Linked DNA regions of Mus musculus: region 2 is linked to region 1. The links are chromatin contacts, called in public Hi-C maps. All regions are on one chromosome and are shown on one strand. The core of a region is the stretch at or near the end of the contact, and the rest is flanking DNA. Distances in the headings are between cores, read along the strand shown.

Region 1 (6,945 bases), core at 2,394-4,893:
GTAATGTGCTAGAAGTTTTTGTAATATGTAGTTTATGTGCCGTATTATCTTTCTGAAGTGCACATCAAAATGCACATAAGTGCATTATCTTTCAAAATGCGCATGCATGAATGCAGCTGTCTTCAGAGTTAGAGAACCAAGCCTGTTGAACTGTAACATTCATAACTATCATTTATATGTAAAACTTGAAGACTCTTGGAGATTTCAGGACGGTTTGAACTCTCTCTTAAGTCTCTGTGTATGTATGAATTTAAAGCATACATTGCATGGATAAACACCTAAATCTATTACCTAGTTACAGATAGGTCAATGTAGTATAATGACAGTTTGCAGTTAAAATATTTTCATCAGTGATTAAAATATGGCAGATATATACATTAAATGATGGGAAGGAACCCCAGCCACTTTTGACGGTCTGCACATTAAAATAAGAGCAAAGCTAAATTAAGTTTAACCTTCCATTACAGATTATGTCTGTTATCTGCATTTTGCTAGTATTGTAGATGGATAAGACAGAGTGGCCTCCCATAAGGAACTACTGATGGCCTTTCTGTCTCTTGAGAGATGTATCTCCTGTTATCGTTCTATAGTCATATGTCAAAAACACCAGAAGGACAAGCTGGATACTATGTACTGATGCAACACTTGGAATTAAGATTGGAAGATATATGATCTCAACTCAACTTGGGCTGCCTAGTGGGACCCTGTCTCAAAAACAAAACCATAGGTACATGATTTCATTCATTCATCAGATAGGTATTAAATAAGCAAGATAACCATTATAGTTACAGGATGCATTTGTATTTGGGTTGTGCCAAAATACAATGTGTCAGCAGACACTTTGTGTGTGTGTGTGTGTGTGTGTGTGTGTGTGTGTGTGTGTGTGTGTGTGTACATGTATACAGGGCTCCACAGAGGCCAGAGATATTGGATCACCTAGAAGTGGAGATCCAAGTTGTTGTAAGCCACCTAATGAGTGCTTAGAGCCAAACTCAGGTCCTCCACAAACCCAGCACACACTCTTAGCTGCAGAGCCATCTCCCAGCCCTCTTTTATTATACACTTGTATTTTATGTTAAAGTTTCTTCACAAGTATATACACATACATGGACAGACACACTTTGAATTGTTGTAGCCCTTAGTAAAATATATAATCTGTTCTCAGAAATTCTAGTACAGAAAATACAGTTTGAATTCTATTTTAAAAAAATATACATGATTTTCCTCTACTCATGTTTCTACAGCAAGACTTTTTTTGTTAGAGAGTCTTTAGTGTCCTGTCAGTCACATCCCAGTGGTTTGCCTCTGAGTCATCTCTGGGTCAGAATCAAGTCCTCTGCTCTCCCTCTCCCTGACTGTGCGAAAGTTGCCTAACTTACTGTCCCCAGCACACTGGCCAGTTAAATAATAATCAAGTAATCCAGGAGTGTTGAAATGTAGGATACAATTTTCTACTGAGATAATAGCAATCACCTATCTGAGATAAATGGATATAAGCCAAAAGAAACCCAAGACAGAAAAGGTTAAATACTGATCCTAAAAGGACATGGACAGTTAGTTTTGGGTTGTGATATCTTTATATGATGGTACTCAGTTCTGTTTTGAGAAGAAAAAAAATATAGAAATGTTGAATAACACTGTTACCTTAAATTTCTTCCTTACAGGTCTTGAGTGTGGAAATTGAAATTTGTTATTCCTGTGCTTATTTACGTTTTTGTGTGTGGGTGGTTCATAATAATAGTTTATTTGTGAGCAATTTAAGCCCAAACAGCTTTTCAATCATCCACAGAAATCTTTACCAGTTTAGATGTAAAATGTCATTGTTACTACTACAGTGAACATATAGGGGCAGTATTGCACCGTTTTTGTAAATCTTGTCTGAATTTGAGGATTTTTAAACAGTTGCAGTTGCAGCCTTGTTCTTGGACAAATGATAACAATCTATCTGACTTTTAAATGCATGGTTGCACCTGCTTTGTGAAGTCCAATTCAGGTTCTTATGTGGATTATGCAAAACTCTTGTTTTACAGAGTCCTTAATTTGTATTTGAAGTCAAGGAAATGTTAATTTAAAGGGTAAAATTCATCTGTAGTTAGACAACAAAATGTAACTAATTCATGAAAAATTGCAAACTATTAAAATCAGTACAGTTTGTTTTTAACTGCTTTATAAGAACTTTTCAAGAATGTGAGAGGTTTTTTTGTCAACTTGTCAAGCAAACAAAACCTAGAATAATATATAGTCTTACTTTAAGATTCTTCAATTGATAAATACTATTTTTCAATATTTAAGTAGTGAGATTATTACAAACTTTGTTATAGATTTTTGCAGGTTTTTTTTTTTTCTGACTTCAGTGAGAGAGAACTGAGCAGTTGTTTCCCATGTATTTGTTGTTCTCGATGCTTTCTTCCTGTGATCTGAGGACTACTTGACACACTGAGAATCAACAGTGAACAAAGCAAACCCAGGCTTCACTGTTGGCTCATGTCAGAAGAGCAGAGAGATTAAGTATGTGGATGGTGGTGCTGTCCAAACCTGGGCGTGAGCTCTTACTCTTTCCTTTACTAAGTGAGCCTTAGTAAATCAGCTGAGTAAATGGAGAGATTACTACTATCTCATAGGGTTGCTGTGGTGGCAACGAAAGAGTCCATAGGAAGTGTGTGTGGCTCTAACAAGAGCTCACGTCCTCAAGCCCATGTGGCTAAAGAGCGAGATGAGTTCTCAATACCAGTATATCTTACTTTTACTTCTGATATAGTAATAATTCTTACTATTTTTAGAATTATTGTTTTGAATATTTTTTAAATTGTGAGAGAAAATGCATAGCATCCATTTTGAATAGTCAGTTATTTTTTAGTTTCCTGAATGACTGATAATCCCTGCCTATAGAAAGTTAATGTGGCTTGGTTCGACTCACATTATGTAGATTCATTCAGTGTGACTACCCTGTGTAAAGATTAACCCCATTATGTCTATATCGATGAGAAAATGATAGGTGACATCTCTGTATTTTGTTTGCAGATTCCCACATGTTTAGAATAAGTGTGTTGGCTTAGAATCCCATTAAGTAGAATTTGTACAAGTACTAAATGAGAATTGAAAAGAGTTTATTGGTTCATGTGTTCTGTCGTTTGCTTCACTGTCTCTAGTCAATCCCTTCCATTTATGATTTTAAATTCTGAAACCCTTTCTCTTTTTTCAGCCCCTTAACTTTGGTAATTAAGAAGTGGAACACAGTTGATGACATCTTTGAAAATGTTCTGATCAAAGCGGTCCTCATTACTGTGTAGAGAGAGACACTAAAGCATTTGAAGAACTCAGCTTTCTCATCTGTTAGCAAATATACTTAAACATTTAGGCCGTTCTTTGCTATACCTTGCTTTCTTCATTCTTTTACATTTTAGACGTATAGGAACCATGCTTTAACATGCTTATAGGTATGAAGCCCTGCACACACAGGGCGAAGCATTGTTCAGGTCTGCACCCTGTTTAATAGCTTATCAGCTATGTTCCTGCTGTGCCTGCTCCCCGGAGGGGAAGGGTTGTTCTGCAAGCTTTCATATTAGCTTTGTTACCATGCAGTATTTCTCAGCTGCTCACGCTCATTACCATACAGCTGGTGTGGAGACGAGGAGGAAGCAGGCAGAAGTTGTACTGGCTACAAGAATAAGAAGCTCTTTTGCAGATGGGGTGCTGGCAGATGGGGCATGTGTTTGAGCAGGTTTTACTAATGACAGTGCGCGTTAAATATCATTCTGAGGAAGTCCAAGGTCATTGTCATGAATTTAGAGCTTTCGAGGTTGTGCAGCTTTGTGCAGAACAGACCTTTTCAGAGCCCTAATTAATAAAAATGTAACCAGTGGCAAGCAACAACTAGAAACATCTAATGAGTTTTTCTTTATTTTAGTATATTTTATCTTTCTCTGACATGATCTAAGAAGCATTAATCTTATCAATTAGTCTCTCTTATTACTTTATGATGGCATAATTTTAAAGTTATTAAAAATTTCAAGCTATATACAAAAGTATATGCTTTGAAAAAATACAGTAGCACTCAGTTTTGCTATATAATGTTAAACTATTAGAAGATCAAATGGCAGAAGAATTGGAAAACTGTGTCTGGTGTTGAGCATTCTGAAGATTAAGTTGAAGTGTGTGACACATCATTGTAAAGTTAGACAGAAATGGTATGGACAGGGGTGTGTCTTTTGTTAAAATATTTTGTGCTTAATTTTTTATACCCATAAAAACATATGAGGTTGAGTTGAAATAACTGCCAACACTTGCTTTTTAAAAAGTTTTAGCCAGATGAGGGAGCACACAACTGTAGCATCAGGACTTGGGAGGCTGAGACAGTTTGCTACTACTCTGTGCTGCTTGGTGAGTACCAGCCTAGCCAAGACTGTGTACCACGACTGAAGAAAAATAACAAGAAAAAATTCTTCAGTGGCTTCTCACTCCTTTTGACCCTTTTAATTAACTGTAGTTTTTTATATATCATATTACAAGATGATTAAAAAGAACAGCTAAAGCAAAATACAGCTGTGCAGTCGTATGTAAAATGTACAGTATCCCCTTTAATTTTAATGTAAATAGAACTCTTTTATTCCCCCACCCCCCACCCCTCTTGATCCAGCATCCACTCGCTCTGGGCCCTGCTTGCTCCGCTCCGGCTCAATCTGGTCCATGGGTTTTGGGTTTTTTTTTGGTTGATTTTTTGTTGTTGTTGTTGTTTTTTTTTTTTTTTTTTTTTTTTCTCATTACAGATGGCTGTGAGCCACCATGTGGATGCTGGGATTTGAACTCGTGATCTCCAGGAGAGCAGTCAGTGCTCTTAACCTCTGAGCCACCTCACCAGCCCACAAATAGAACTCTTATTTTGTTAATGGAGATTAAATAATATAAACACACATTACATATAAAATATACATAGCTAATTTCAGGATTCATGGTCAGAGCATGTTTGCTTACAAACTTTAATGCTTCTATTTTGTGTTTTGTTTTTTTTTATTTTCTTGATTAGTAGAGGCACAAAATTCTGTTAATGCCTGTAAATAAACAAATAAACAAGCCTGTATGAGATTTTCAGGAAAGGTTATACTGTTAAATACTTTAACAGTTATACTTTTTTTCCTTTAAACACTGTTAGAGTATGTTCTGTTTATTGTGAAGGTTTGTTTTCAGTTGGCTTTTTAAAGTTCCAGGGAGTTTTCAGCCATTCCATTGCATCTCATCACATACCGAGATGTATTTCTGAGACACATAACTATTCTCTAGTGAGAAAATACATAAAAGATAAAATTATAAATAACATAGAATACATATAAATAGCCAACACTTTAAAATTATTTCTGTAGGTCTGTATTTATTTGGTAGAGTGTATATATATATATATATATATATAGAGAGAGAGAGAGAGGGAGAGAGAGAGAGAGAGAGAGAGAGAGTATATATACTCTACAAAATATATATAATTTATATATATATATATATATATATAATATATATATATATTTGTAGAGTATATCTTACATTGCCAATAGTCTCCTGTCAATATTTTTTGTTGACATGCTATTTGTACAACAAGTTTGGGAAGAACTAAGATAACACAAGCATCAACTGTAGTCACTGCTGCCCATGTAACTTAACATTCTCATTGGGAGGACAGACAAACATAATGTGTTACAGTGTACCTAGGTTCCAGCTTGACTGAGTGACAGCTTTGGAATGGGAGACATAACCAGTATGCAGATGACTTAAACCATCTCTTCTTCAACCCAGACCTTCTGAGCTTCAGAGCCAGTTGGTACATGGTACATCTGTCTTTGGATATCTTGGAATCCTGTCATGTTCCTCCTCCTGTCTTCTAGAAAGCAGAAAACAATCAAACAGCAGCAACAAAACAATCCTTGTTATGTCGTTTATCTTCTGTCTGGTCAAACAAATAAGAAATTTGATGCCATCTTTGATACTGCCCTCTCCTTTGTTTCTATCATCTGTCACCAGTATGCCCAGTCAGTTTTGTGTCCAAACACCTCAATTGTTGATCCCTGTGTATCTCTTGCTACCCAGCTAGTCCAAGCTGCCATTGCTTCTTGCTTGTCCAGTGACAAATCCTTCTTGGAGCCTGCCCATATCCTCTTCCAGTCACTTTACCTGCTTTCAACCTTGCATTTAAAATCATTTTTTAGGAAAGTTTGTCTGATTACATCTTGCTTTACAGAAGTCCAATATTCATTGGATTTTATGTTATTAAACATAACTTTTCATTGCTTTTATGTTAAAATAAAAATTATTTACAAAGTTTTCCATAATCTAGTCCTTCCTTATTTTTCTACCCTTATTCTGTGCCACTAGTCATGCAGGCTGTTCCCTGAGCAGTCTCTGTACCCCCGGACTAGATGGAACCTTAACATACACATTCTTCAAACACTACAGCCTACTGCATACAGCATCCCCCTCCCTTTCTCTATCTCCTCTCCTTTCTTTTTGCTTTGTTGTCTTTCTCACCCTCCTACAGTATAATCTCAAGCCATGAAAGCCAGTATTTAATTAGCTAATACAGAGTAGGTAATAAAATTAATGCATACTGAATGAATGAGAATGTTTGTTGGAAATTAAAATAGCCATATAAGTCTATTGGTAAAAATTATACAGCCTAGCAGGATGGAGGTAGAGACAGAGAGGATAATGAAGTATTGGTTTAACTTACAGAGGCGCATATTTACTAACAATGATATTTGCTATTATTAGAATGGGACAAATGTGCCTGGGTCAGATTGACATCTGTTAAATGTGGTTTGGCTCCTAGAAAAAGGATTTATGTGATAAAATCAAGAAACAGGGCCAGATCCAGGTGTGATGGTGTCTAGTACTGGAGAGAGAGCAGGGCAGAGGTAGAAGGATCCTGAGTTCCAAGCCAGCCTGGACTGCATAGCATGGTCC
Region 2 (6,945 bases), core at 3,029-5,528, 370 kb after region 1:
TTAGGGCCAGCCTGGTCTACTAGTGAGTTAGTTGTAGGATAGCCAGTGCTACACAGAGAAAGCCTGTCTCAAAAACAACAGCAACAATGACAACGACAATGAGTTGGGTGGTGGTACAGCTCAGTTGGTCTTACACGCGTTCACGACCGGCCAGGAAAGACGCAACAAACCGGAATCTTCTGCGGCAAAAGCTTTATTGCTTACATCTTCAGGAGCAAGAGAGCAAGAGAGCAAGAGTGCAAGAGAGCAAGAGCAAGAGCAAGAAAGCAAGAGAAAGAACAAGAACAAGAAAGCAAGAGAAAGAACAAGAACAAGAAAGCAAGAGCAAGAGAGAGAAAAAGCAAGAACAAGAGAGAGAGAAAGCAAGAACAAGAGAGAGAGAGAGAATGGCAAAACCCCGTCCCTTTTAAGGAGAATTATCCTCCGCCTAGGACGTATTACTCCCTGATTGGCTGCAGCCCATCGGCCCAGATGTCATCACGAGAAAGGCAGAACACATGGCGGGAAAACTGCCCCTGCACGTGTGCAGATTATGTTTACCACTTAGAACACAGCTGTCAGCGCCATCTTATAATGGCAAATGTGAGGGCGGCTCCCAACATCTCCCCCTTTTCTTTTAATAAGAGCAATAGGCCACCCATATTAATGAGAGTGGAGATAGAGGTCAAATCCCCAGTGTGCAGGTAAAGGAGCCATGTACAGGATTAGCTCTTAGGCTCACAGGCTTTTACCCAGAGCAACCCTGACCTGCTCCCGTGTCGTTTTTCCTGGGGGAAGGACACTTGAACACTCAACCTTCTTGAAAGATGACATGTCTCCCTAGAATAGGCTCATATGTGCCGCAGAGCCCTTCTACTGCAGTGCTTAGCCGTGCAACTCTCTCAGGCTGCTGAAGTGCACTCACTCTATCCCGTGCAATGAGACTAGCCTCGTGGGGTGCAAGAGCTGAATGGCCAGCGACCTATTGCTTAAGCATAGATATATCAGGGGAAGCACCATGTTCTAGTGCTGCAAGTACCTGGGCAATAACCACCTTGTCTCTCCTAGTTTGGGCCTTAAGCTTACAGACCAACCAAAGAAGCAACACTAATCCACAGCAAAGTGTATCTCCAAATAATCCCACCCATTCTTTAAAGAAGGAAAATGCTGAGGAGATCCAGTTGGGTAATCCTTTGGTCAGGGACAGGTCCAAGCGCGTGGAGTTGACCTGAATGATGGCAATTCTCAATTCCCGAAGGGTCTGTTCAAATTCAGCCGTCCAATTCTGTAACATATACTGAGAAAGACTTTTTGACAAATTAGCTACCCTAGTAAATTTCTCATACTGAATGGAAGTAACGGACAATCCCGGAAACTTTTGTTCACATCCCAGCTGAGCTATTTGCCATAATACATCTAGTTGTTCCTGGACAAGATCTATGCGTTGATTCATTTCTGCCCATGGAGCATTTTTGGGATTGGAGGATGGCGGCCGCTAAGCCTGCATTGGTGAGAGGTCCCCCAAGCTCCCGACAAACCCTGAGCCAGTCTTGTAAACCTTTGTTCTTTCTTGGGGCTATGGCCGCTCAGCATTCCTGCGTGGCTTGCTCATAAATAAGCTATTCTACCAGAGGTGCGGCTTGCTCTGAATCTCCAAAAATACACTCTGCTGCCTCTGTCATTCTGGCCACAAAATCTGAGAATGACTCCTGAGGTCCCTGGACGATCTTTGTTAGTTGTCCAGTGGCTTCACCTGCTCGGGAGAGCGCCTTCCAGGCCCTAATAGCCTTTTCATCTGATTCAGAACTATTAAGAACTGGCTCCTTGAGCTCACCTAGTGATGAGTATAGGCTCCTTCTCCTAGAGACCTCCGCTGATTGATCTTTTTTCTTTTCCTTCCTTCTAATCTCTCCCCAGGTATTCTTACCTGACCTAAACTTTTCCTCAGGTTCAAGACCCGTGGAAAGGCCTGTATACTTATTTTGTGTACCATATTTCCTCTTTGCTCCTACTCTCTCTCCCCGCTTTACTTCTGATAGATTGCCCTGAATTTCATCCAGAATTTTCAGCCCTGCCTTAACCGCTTGATAACATGTGAAAAGGAACAAAAAGGCTCCTAACACTGGAGAAAGTTCAAGGCCAAACATACCTTGTAAAGCTATTTTCCACTTTACTTCTGATAGACTGTCTTGAATTTCGTTAGAAAGTTCAAGGCCAGACGTACCTTGTAAAGCTATACTTACGAGTACCCTGTTCCCCAGCTGAAGAGTTCTGAATTCACGCAGTTGAATCCTTCTCAACAGTCTGTGTTGCGGGAACACTTTATTACCACCGTTCCCCAGCTGAAGAGTTCTGAATATACGCAGTTGAATCCTTCTCAACAGTCTGTTTTACGGGAACCTTTATGACCGTGACCCGCAGTTCTGGTTCCGGAATGAGGAATCTTCCTTGCGCCGGTGATGGTAACCATCCCAGGTTTTCTCGTCCCAGGTCTTCTCATCTCAGGTCTTCTCATCCCGGATTTCAGCACCAACTCTTACACGCGTTTGCTACCGGCCAGGAAGAACGCAACAAACCAGAATCTTCTGCGGCAAAAGCTTTATTGCTTACATCTTCAGGAGCAAGAGAGCAAGAGAGCAAGAGAGCAAGAGTGCAAGAGAGCAAGAGCAAGAGCAAGAAAGCAAGAGAAAGAACAAGAACAAGAAAGCAAGAGAAAGAACAAGAACAAGAAAGCAAGAGCAAGAGAGAGAAAAAGCAAGAACAAGAGAGAGAGAAAGCAAGAACAAGAGAGAGAGAGAGAATGGCAAAACCCCGTCCCTTTTAAGGAGAATTATCCTCCGCCTAGGACGTATTACTCCCTGATTGGCTGCAGCCCATCGGCCCAGTTGTCATCACGAGAAAGGCAGAACACATGGCGGGAAAACTGCCCCTGCACGTGTGCAGATTATGTTTACCACTTAGAACACAGCTGTCAGCGCCATCTTATAATGGCAAATGTGAGGGCGGCTCCCAACAAGTTGGCAAAGTGCCTGCCCGGCATGCACAGAGTCCATGCTGGGTTCCATACCTAGCACTGCAGAAGTCTGCCACCATGCCTATAGCCGCGTCACTCAGGTGGCAGAGACAGTATGATCTCCTGGTCCTTTTCTGCTACACAGTGAAGTTGAGACCAGCTTGGGCTACATGAGAGACTGTCTCAAGACAAGCCAATGAATTCTGTTGTAAGGTCAGGAGGGGTCGGGACAATAATAGATTCCCATGGTTTTTCAGGGATGCAGCAATGGGTAAAGGATGGAGGATGGAAGAATCCAGAGACATTGTGATCCTATGGAATGAAGCTGATACAGTCTAGTAATGGATGGGAGGATGGGGATGAAGGGAATTCAAGCATGACTTCCAGTTCCTATCATTTCATGAACAGTGAGGAGGAGGATGGTGGCAGGGTTCAAGAGGGGACCCAGAAGAGGGACCGGCTCTGGAGGAAAAGAGTTTGGAATATGCTGAAGTTCAAGTTCACAAGAACATAGAGACTCCCCCACCCCCACCCCACACACACACCAATGGATAAAATTCCTTTTCTTGACCCAGCAGTTGGGCTGTGTCAGTATCCAGTCTGTCCTGGATCAGTCCCTCCTATGGTCTTCCCTAAATGCAGAAAATGCAATGCTTAGCAAGTGAAACAGAAACAAACGTCCCACTGGCTCCACATGCTTCTCCCCTGGGCAGTCTTCATTTCCTGGCAGAAGCGTCAAGGGAGAAATCAGTTACTGCCATTTGCGCATGGAAGACGCTCTTGTTTCTCACTGCAGTGCTGAGCCCTGCTCCCTGGCAGCTGCTGCAGCCACAGGTGGAAGCTGAGAGCAGCCTGGAGCAGGGAAAGATGAACAGACACCCACCTCAGGCACCAGCCAGGCTGTGGCTCTGCCTGTCAGCCCAGCTAATGGGATGATTGGCTGCTATTGACATAGCTCCATCTCTCAAAAGGCAAATAAAGCTAAACTACCATGCAGGAAGTGATTGCAGGGAGAAAAAGACCCATTTCAAGATCCTGGGTGCTCGCTCTCCACAGTTCTTTCTGTTTTTTCTTCCCAAATCCTTTCATTGATTATATTGTTTTTAAAAAAGAAAGAGAGCAAAAACAAGGTCTTCGCTGTAGCTATATTGTGCCTGCTATGATTTTTTTATCCTCTCCTAGCAAGTTTTTAGTCAATAGAAACGAGCTGATCGCAAGCTGCGCTCAGCCTGCAGAAGGCTTGCCAAGCTCCTCTCCCTAAGTCCCACCACACCGAGACTTCTGCGCCAGGCCAGCCTGCTTCCACACTAGAACAGCAGGTTTCCTCTTTGAGCAAAGCAAGTGCCTTTCCCAGCTAAGTCCTCCTCCTCTAACTGGGATCCCCCATCTCCTTTATATCCCTTTTAGTGATAAATATAAAAACCACATTTAGGAATGACTGAAATACCTGGAAAGAGAAATAACAATGGCTTGTTCTTACAGTAAAACTGAATGTCTGGTCTCTGGTTCTCTAGATACCCAGAGGCTGGGCAAGGCTTTAGAGGAGAGAAGGGTTAGGTGGGTAGTGAAGGTCACAGGCAGGCCAAAGAAAGTCAAGCTAAGAAGCTATTTCCTTAGCCTGATATGGCTGTCTCCTGAGAGGCTCTGCCAGAGCCTAATATATAGAGGCAGAAGCTTGCAGCCAACCATTGGGCTGAGCTTGGGGGTCCTCGATGGAGGAGTTGGAGAAAGGACTGAAGGAGCTGAGGGGGTTTGCAGCCCCATGGAGGGAGCAGCAGTGTCAACAGGCCAGACCCCCTGGTGCTCCCAGGGACTGGACCAACAACCAAAGAGTACACACGGAGGGACCCATGGCACTGGGCATGTATGTGGCAGAGGATGGCCTTGTTGGGCATCAGCTGGAAGAGAGGCCCTTGGTCCTGTGAAGGCTCGATACCCCATGTAGGGGAATGCCAGGGTTGGAGGATGGGAGTGGGTGGGTGGGGGAGCACCCTCATAGAGGCAGTGGGGAGGAGGGATGGGATACGGGGTTTCCAAAAGGGGAGGCCTGGAAAGGGGAAAACATTTGAGATGTAATTAAAGAAAATATCCAATCAAAAAAAAAGAGAGAAAGAAAGAGAGAGAGAGAGAGAGAGAGAGAGAGAGAGAGAGAGAGAGAGAGAAAGAAAGAAAGAAAGAAAGAAAGAAAGAAAGAAAGAAAGAAAGAAAGAAAGAAAGAAAGAAAGAGTTCCTTGAATATGCCTCCCCTCTGGACAGTGCTAGCCAAGGATAGCTGGGGGCTTGGCAGATGGCTTTAGCAGCCACAGAGACGAGGAAGACTATAAGGGGAACCATGCACAGGAAGAGGGGGAAGGGCATATCTTTTGGGCTCACTGGTGTGTCCCACCCACTTGCTGGCCAGCTTTCCTGCCAGAGGGAGCCACTCTCCATTCATCCAGATGATATGATTCACTTTCCGTGGCAGGGGCAGGATTTTACTGGACTTTTAACATGGAAGGCGAAGAATTAACCTTGTCTCTCTCATGATGGCAAAGCCCTGTCCCAATAGTGTCTGTGGTGGTCGTGCTTGACTAAAAGTCTTGTATCACCTCCACAAGCATTGGAGGGGGTGGAATGGTTGAGCCTGCACAAGGAGGGATAGGAAGACAGGGAAGAGGCGGTAGCTGGTACAAGTAAGCTAGAAGGAACATAAGGTCCATTTTCCGGTACATTGAATGACATCATCTTCTTTCTATAGATTTCAGCAGAGGAGGAAAACCACGGAGACAGGCCTGGGTGGGTGTGAAGAACGAGGATTCTAAGGAATGTGGTTGGGGCCCAGAAAGAAAAGTCAGGCAGAATGTGTTAGCTTCTGCATTTGGTACCCCAGGAACCTCCAGTGGGCGAGTACTGAGGGGGAAAGAGGGTGGGGCACAGAGTGCCAGGGTCCCCATTTCTAGGACTAACTACTCAAAAGGAACACAGGTGTTAAAACAAAGAAAAGACAAACATAATTGGGAATATCAGCCAGTACCTTGATCTTCCTGGTGAGACAGAGGGGTTGGAATAGTGCCTGAACCTAGAGAAGAACATGTATCCTTGGATGAGGAGAATCTTAAGTGAGAAAAATAAGGACTATTAAATGAGTCACAGCTACTTCCTGGCCACCATCCTTGGATCTGAGACCCCTTTAAAAATGGCCCACAGCCCACTCTTCCCTGTCTGGTCAGAGGGGCAATACCAACACTCCACGATTTCCTTTCCAACACCAGGCCTTCGAAGTGACATGTTGCCAAGATATTCATTTGGCTTGGCACAGCTTGGGGTCCCTCTGTGGGCTGAGGAAGTTCACTGGCTCATCCTTGAGTGCTGGCATCCAGGAATTCCTGGGCTATGGCCTAGACTCCCTCCCTTTCATTCTTAAGTCAGCTTCAAAGAGAGAAATTTAAGTGGTTCCTTGATGTCCGTTTTGTTTGTTTTTTGTTGTTGTTGTTGTTGTTTGTTTCTTGAGACAGAGTTTCTCTGTGTAACAGCCCTGGCTATCTTGGAACTTGGTTTGTAGACCAGACTGGGCTAGAACTCTCAAAGATCCACCTACTTCTTTAATCCACGAGTGCTGGGATTAAAGGTATGCACCACCACCTCTACCACCACCACCACCACCACCACCTCTACCACCACCACCACCACCACCACCACTCCAACTCTTTGATGTTCATTTAAGATAGCCCGTGGGGGTTAGATCACTGAAAGCTAAAACCACTAACCATTAGCATTGTTATGGGATGATCTACTCGTGCAATGATTTGCCTTCGTCACCCTTCTTTCACACTTCAGAATTGCCTCTGAGCAAGGCAGGTTAGACAATTAAAGGAGTTCCCAAGCTAGTGAAGACCAGTGCTCAGAACTTACATTAAAAAAAATCTCCTTCCATTCTGTATTAGAAATCTGAGTGGTAGCCAAGCTTGAAAGAA

Evidence for each region. Hi-C and Micro-C count contacts between places; a contact is called where the count stands out from the background.
Region 2: a Hi-C map of cortical neurons shows a contact between it and region 1, with 2.3 times the contacts expected there. The contact joins two enhancer-like sites. A contact is called at or near these places in 3 of 484 Hi-C or Micro-C datasets (cerebral cortex, cortical neurons and nephron progenitors), 1 of 115 datasets of contacts at active chromatin or transcription factors (differentiating embryonic stem cells) and 1 of 9 other capture datasets (embryonic stem cells).

What each region holds. Positions count from the first base shown.
Region 1 is chr3:84,934,593-84,941,537 of GRCm38.p6, forward strand. The region is part of intron 4 of Fbxw7 (F-box and WD-40 domain protein 7); the gene reads left to right. Among named protein-coding and RNA genes, the nearest start is that of Gm40080, 60 kb to the left of the region's middle. Within about 2 kb of position 3,644, at least 64 of the 459 cell types and tissues checked have an H3K27ac peak or open chromatin away from gene starts, as enhancers often do. A contact at or near this core is called in cerebral cortex and cortical neurons, where this site is marked.
Region 2 is chr3:85,305,098-85,312,042 of GRCm38.p6, forward strand. No RefSeq gene overlaps it. Among named protein-coding and RNA genes, the nearest start is that of 1700036G14Rik, 8.9 kb to the right of the region's middle. Within about 2 kb of position 4,279, at least 25 of the 459 cell types and tissues checked have an H3K27ac peak or open chromatin away from gene starts, as enhancers often do. A contact at or near this core is called in cerebral cortex and cortical neurons, where this site is marked.